Linked DNA regions of Zea mays: region 1 is linked to region 2. The links are chromatin contacts, called in public Hi-C maps. All regions are on one chromosome and are shown on one strand. Each heading gives the region's core, a stretch centred on a gene start, on an enhancer-like site or on the middle of the called end of the contact. The rest is flanking DNA. Distances are from core to core; before and after follow the strand shown.

Region 1 (3,416 bases), core at 196-2,695, 370 kb before region 2:
TATACTGCAAAGGTTGTTCGCTGCGGGTTACTGTGATTTTAATCCTGTTATATCTGTGGTTTTTACAGTATTTTGTTTATAACTACTTCATTTATTTCTTTTTATAAGTCGTTTCTAACAATCAATCTATAAATAGCGACGACATCTAAAACGAAACAGAGGGAGTATATCATTTCAAAATGTGCTGTAGTGCCAGTGTGCCACCGAACGATTTGCTTACCGAGTAACATATCACTCCAACAGCCTTGTGACATGATGAAATATGTCACTGGCATGGCACCAACCGCGCCCCCACCGTGTTCTGCTTTTAACATTTTTTTTGCCAACATTTTGTGCTCACCGCTACGAGGCAGTATATCCTTAGAATAAAATAAAAGAAAAGAAGTGGCCAGACAATATATTGCAGTTTCATCTGTCCTCGATGGCGAATATTGTTTTTAGCTCAACTTAACGGGTGTTTTGTTTTTATGCACTAATTATTAGTCTTTCAATTTTATTTTATTTTAATCTCTAAATTGCTAAATACAAAAAACTAAAGTAGAGTTTTAGTTTCCGTATTTAGTAATTTAGACACTAAAATGAAATGAAATGAAATGAAATAGAGAAACTAAAAATTAGTCTCTAGAAACCTAATACTCTTAGACTTTCGGTGTCATCTGTATCTCTTTTTACATCCTAATTTTAGAGTATCCTTTAAAATATTCCCTTTTCTATATGTTATTTATCTCTAGTAACGTCCTCCATATCTTATCATGTATATTAGAGATAAATTTTGCTTTAGATTTTTACCTACCGCACCCTTAAATATTTAATACATATTTTAGTTTTGCTTAATTTATTATTTAAAGTATTAAAAAGAATAAAAAAGAGAAGGGATAAAATCTGTATATATGAATGAACCTATGTTTATAGGACGTTGTTGGAAGAGAGAGCTGAGAAAATCTACTCTATATTTAGAGAAGAGAAGCGTTTACATGCTCCGGCCAGCCTTAAAAGTACATAAATTATCATAGAAATATATATAAGGAAAAAATTGTGATTTCTAACCTCATGCTAGTTTCCTTCAACCATAGGAACTGGAAGAAATAATTTAATTCTCTATATAAAATGAAGATATAACAATTTTTATAGGTTTAGAATTCTCTAAGACCGATTTGTTTCTTTTAGAGCTAGTTTGAGAGCTCAATTTTCTCAAGAGATTCTTATTTTTTCAAAGAAAAATGAACTAATTTCTTTAGGAAAATGAAAATCCCTTGAGATAATGTGGTTTCCAAACTAGTCCTTATTTTTTAAAAAGGTCTAAATGTACATAGTTCCAATCGTGTGTATCAGTATATGGTAGTAAATCACAAATTGCCAGACAGTTCACGCTAGCCATCGCTAACGTTAAGCATCTCCTTTGATAAATATGAAAGGAAAACGGAAAGGCACCAGCGCATCAGCACCAACCCTCTCTCCTCATGAAATCGAGCCAGCACCAGCCACGCCAACAGCCTGCCACCCGTGTCATCCCTGCATGCGCGAAGCAGGTGAGACTGGACAGGAGCAGCCAGCCCCATGACGCCCTCTTAAGACGAGGACGAGGAGGAGGCGGTGGACCAGTTCGTTCGCGTTGCCCGCGACTCTCTCCGTCCTCCTACTGCCCACCCGACTCACACGCTTGGCACGCGCGTGCTTCCACCCGTCCGTCGCCTCTCTCTCGGCTGCCTGATTGATTTGGTTGCCCCGGTTCCAGCAATGGCGGTCCAGGCGCATTATCACCACCACTACCACCGCGAGTCCCCTTTCCTCGTCAGGTACCTGCCGTGGCCGCTGTGCATCTTCTAATCGTTTCTTCCGCGTCGATCGTCGGTCTGCTGGATCGTATTCGGATGGGTGATTTGAGCGTCTGGGTTGTCAGCGGCGCGCCGGAGGGCAGCCGGTTGGCGGCGGCGATGGAGCTGCATCATCAGGCGCAGAAGGAGGCTATGGCGCCGCAGCAGGCTCAGGCTCCGCCCCTCTTCTTGGACTTCTCGCATGGAGGTAAGCAGATCAAACAAAGCGCACTCCTTGGCTCCGCGGCGGATTTCGTCTTCTTGGGCAGCAGCACCGCACCCTTCTGTTCCGATTTCGGATCGTGAAAAGGTCGCCGGGGACTTAATTGTCGGGTTGCTGTGTGCACATAGATTACGGCGGCGGGAGGAAGCGGCAGCGCGAGGCGGAGCCCATGTCGTCGCAGTTCTTCTCTCTGCAGCAGCAACCGCAGGCGCAGGGGCCCAAGGTGATCAACCTGGCGCAACTTCAGAAGCGGACGGCGATGGGCCTCCGGCTCGACTTCGACGAGGGCTCGGAGCACGTGTCGTGCACGTCCCCGGCCTCGGCCTCGGCCTCATGTCTCCTCTCTAAAGAGCTCGCCGCGCAGCGCGATCAGCACAGGAACGAGATGGACCGGCTGATCCAGGAACATGTAAGAACCGTGCGTCGTTTGTCGCCGTCGGTATCCACCAGAGACCGTCCTATGTCGCTGATGTGCTCCTTGTGCCTTGCAGGCGGACAGGCTCCGGCGCGCGCTGGCCGACACTCGGCGGCGGCACTACCGTTCGCTGGTCGGCGCGGCGGAGGCGGCGGCTGCTCAACGGGTAAGGGAGAAGGAGGCGGAGGCGTCGGAGGCCGCGCGGCGCCGCGCGGACCTGGAGGACCGGGTGGCGCGGCTGAGGGCGGAGGCGGCGGCGTGGCAGGCCAAGGACGCAGCGGATCAGTCCACAGCCGCGGCGCTCCACGCGCAGCTGCAGAAGGCGGCGGCGGCGCAGGCGAGGGGCAAGGCCGAGGAGGAGGACAACGTGGGCGCCGCGGCGGACGACGCCGGGTCCTGCTTCGTCGACCCGGACAGGGTCGTGGAGGTCGCCCCGCCGCGCCCGCTGGCCAGGCCGTGCCGGACGTGCGGGCAGCGTTCGGCCTCCGTCGTGCTGCTCCCGTGCCGCCACCTCTGCGTCTGCGCCGAGTGCGAGCCCGCCGTCCCCGCTGCCGGCGCCGTCGCGGCTGCCTGCCCCATGTGCCGTGGCGCGGTGACCGGCACCGTGCAAGTGTTCTTCTCCTAGCAAGCTTTAGGAAAGGGGAAAATGCTAAAAGAAAAAGCAAGACAAAATCGTTGCTCCTGCCAAAAGGAATGATCCGTGAAAATGGGGAATTGTTCATGATAGTCCGTTCTCTGCTTCTTTTTTTTTTCTCTCCCTCTCTCAGTTGTTTATTATAATCCTTCTATTAGTATATAAGTCGATCTCTTCTAGTACTGCTAGGAATAGGATTAGGTTCCTGCTTTATTTTCCCTTGGTTTCTTCTGGAAGGCATATGATCGACCATGGACCCCAGTACGTACATTTTGGAAGGCAATGAATGATTGTGCAAAATTTTCACTTTTTTACCGCCTAATTAATGGC
Region 2 (3,547 bases), core at 424-2,923:
AACTCAACTTGAGTAGAATACTCAAAAGAAGCTAATAAATATGCAAAACCACTGGCGGCACATCAAGTAGATCAGTAAGGAAAAAGATAATAAGCATAAAATAATATTATGTAAGTATTGTAGACCAGGCACAAACAAAAGAGTCAGACCCAGTGTTTAAAGCTCCCACATAAGTGAGGTATAAGGAAGGGATAAGCCGAGGCAAGACTTCCCTTCACAAATGTGGAAAGAGTCCTTCAAACCCGCAACCTAGTGACTCAGTGAGACAACTCTCAACACTAAACCAAACTTGCCCTTCAGACCAGGCACAGACAGGTATATTAAAAAAACTCGACCAGTGGTGATAAGACAACCCCGAGCATTGCATTAAGAAGAGGACATTCTTACACAGACCGAGAAAACCATAAAACCCCCTATCTATATACAACAACATCGTAGCCTAGCCAATATGAATTAGACCCGTGATTTGGTGTGAGATAGACAACGTCAGCCTCAAATTCAAACATCGATGACATTCAAAATATAGACATTCAATCTACTAATCTAGAAAATTCCCAACTGTGGGATTGCATCTATATTTTTCACAAAACATAAAATTCCCATATTTGGAAGGATGAACAGTAGAAAATCCTTAATTTCTTTGCAGAAACTTGCAGGACCCACAATGTATATAACCACTTTAAACAGTCTGAACTTTACATGAATTTGCAGTTCCACACTTGGGATTCAGTTGCTGAAATCAAAGTTAAGACAAAATCTCCTGGTTTGGAAAAATACTAGCAGAAACTATACCTTCCTTCTGATTATCTCAATTCTCAACCTGAACATCATATATGATCCAAAATGGCCAAGCAAGCATATTCATGTACTTATCCTTTTTTTTTAAACGGCCTGAGGCAGAACCATTTGGTCAGACAGGTGATAAATATCTCATAATATTGGACGAAACATGCATTCATGCATCCTCCAGCATCAACCCTAATAAAATATGCCAAGGATAAGAATAATTGGAACAAATAAAGGTAGCCGACCGCAAGGCCTCCTCCAGTCATCATATCTCATCCTATCCTTCTCTTTGGCAATCAATCGTGCCGCAGGAGAAACCACATATACAAGGATCTTATACAGGCAAAGAGTTGACCCGAAATTGCGGCCAACCAATTCGATCGACTTCCTAGGAGTCGGTAGAGCAGCAATGCAGAACAGAGGGTGCGGATCTACGGACCGTTGAGCATAATGATGGAGTCGTCGGGGAAGTTGAAGCGCGTCATGAGGAGGTGGCGCATGCACTTGACGTCGTTGATGCAGCCCTTCAGCTCATACCGCGAGTGCCGATACGATATCCCGCACACCACGGCTCGCTTTCGCCCGTGCACCGGCGGCGGCGGTGGACCCCACCCCGGCGGCGGCTGTACGGCACCGCGGTTGGGCTCGACAGGAGGGGCGGGGGCGACGTGCGTGATAGCCCCACAGATGGCGCATCGGATACAGGGAGCCCCGTGCGGCAGCTGCAGCGGGGTACGGCACCTCGAGCAGTCGATCAGCATCATCATCCTGCCCGCCGATCTCGGAGCCGCGTTGCCCACTCGCCCGTGTCTGTCGGCGCCGGAGACGCGACGAGCTGAGACAGATCACTGGCGAAGTGGACTGGCTGGTGCGGTCGTTTGGCGTTGGTGGATTCGGCTTGCGCCGTTGCGCGTGGCTGACCTCGTCTAGTTGGAGTTAATTGACTTTGTAACATTGTCGTCGAGCGACTTCGCCGGTCTACTACTCCGCTACACCTCGCTACTTTGGTATTATGAAGCACACATCAACATCAAATTGGGACGGTTAATCTCCCGCCCTCTGTAACCTTCCATGAGCTATGATAAAAGTCAATTTTGTCCCTGCTTTAACCACGGAGCCGGGTGAAAACCTAACTCCTCTTTCCATTCCACAGCGCCGCCAATCTTTCTGTCAATCTTTCTGTGCTAGTTCCTCCGATGGCGACTCCGACGAGAGGGAAGAAACGGCTGGTCGTCGACGTCGATGTCGAGGTCGACAGTGAGGCCGAAGTGGTTGCCGCCTTCAGTCGATTGTCTGTGTCAATCATCGCCAAGCCTACAGGCGACGGTAGCGGCAAGGAGCACTCCATCGGCAAGGATGTCACCTGCGCGGCCACATCAGGTACGTGCTACACCCAACAAACTCACCAGCAACATCCCTAATCCTACAACAGCTAGATGCAATTTACTTCCCAACGGCAGACCCATTCTGTCTTCAAGCAGTGCTCGGCACCTCGTTCAGTGTCGGTAAGGTTTCCCTTCCACCTAATTTAGGGTTGTGGTTTGTAAACTTTTGCAGTACTATGTTCAATTCCAACAACATTGTTTGTGGTTTCGCAAATAACCTGATTTGAAACGGTTCGTAGTGACCTCGCCCAAGCCATTGCAAAGATGCATGTAGTTGGGAGGAGTTGAAAGATTTGGCTGGAGACGAGATTATGGATTCGCCAGATACGGCCAAAGAGGTGTCAGTGAACTTCGCAATGTGGCGCGTGTATGAGCTTGCTCAGTCACTTGAGGAGGAAGCACAACGTTTAGAAGATCTCGAAGCTGGTCCGTCGCCACCATTATCTGAGTATTTCAATAACCAATTTGCTGAAGATCAAGATATGGGTGGTGGGGAATGGGCACTGGATGATGTCAATTATGAAGAGATTCGGGGTCGTCAGAGGAAGTAGAGTAGTATGGGTGGTGTGGAATGGGCACTGGATGTGTTATCTGTGTAAGAGTTAGCTTGTGTAAGGTTATCTGAGTATTTCAATAACCTTATTATGTAACTGAACTTGGTAGTGAACTACTGTGAACTTGGGTATGTATGACTGAAGTTTATGAACCTGGTAGTGAACTTGTTCCATGCATCATAAGAGTTAGCTTCTTTCTGAAGTTGTGTATGTCCACCTGTCGACCTGGGTTTCTGTTTTCGGTTTCTGTTTTCAGTCACATGAACATAAAGCTTCTTTCTGAAGTTGTGTATGTCCACCTGTGAACCTGGGTTTCTGTTTTCAGTTTCTATTTTCGATTCTGTTTTCAGTCACATGAACATAAACTGAAAAGAGAGCTACAAACTGAACATGGAAGAGGGACTAATTGAAAACAGAAACTCTTCATAAACATAAACTGAATGTGCCATAGTTTGACCACAGAAACTCTTCATCGAATAGACATAGTTTGACCACAGACATACACATAGTTTCACACATACACATAGTTTCACACATACAAATACACATAGTCTCATGGAATATAGATTTAGCTAGTCTCACACATCCAGTTACTTTCAAACATGTTTCTTCTTCGTCGTCAACTTCTTTCCTACTACTCTCTTTTTGTGCCTTTGTGGGGTTAAGTGCTCAACATGACCAACTGAAGTTGTGGCGCCCAACAAAAGCCTTGGTGGGGTTAAGTGCCCAACATGAACTCCCTGGAACTCCTACTGCACAACATCAACTCCCTGGCACAACATCACCTGTGTTTGACTCGTAACTTCAGTCTTCCGGGGTCAT

Evidence for each region. A called contact is a pair of places that touch in the nucleus more often than the background predicts.
Region 1: a contact with region 2 is called in a Hi-C map of tassel, with 4 times the contacts expected there. The contact joins the promoter of LOC100279269 here to the promoter of LOC100191541 in region 2. A contact is called at or near these places in 5 of 25 Hi-C or Micro-C datasets (bundle sheath, ear, leaf and 1 more).

The regions. Positions count from the first base shown.
Region 1 is chr1:96,828,976-96,832,391 of Zm-B73-REFERENCE-NAM-5.0, reverse strand. LOC100279269 (putative RING zinc finger domain superfamily protein) reads left to right here and starts at 1,445. Exons shown (of 4, transcript NM_001152290.2): 1 at 1,445-1,796; 2 at 1,901-2,022; 3 at 2,166-2,446; 4 at 2,529-3,389. The coding sequence starts at 1,738. The coding sequence ends at 3,077.
Region 2 is chr1:96,454,639-96,458,185 of Zm-B73-REFERENCE-NAM-5.0, reverse strand. It overlaps LOC100191541, which reads right to left and starts at 1,673. Exons shown (of 5, transcript NM_001365495.1): 1 at 1,226-1,673. The coding sequence starts at 1,553.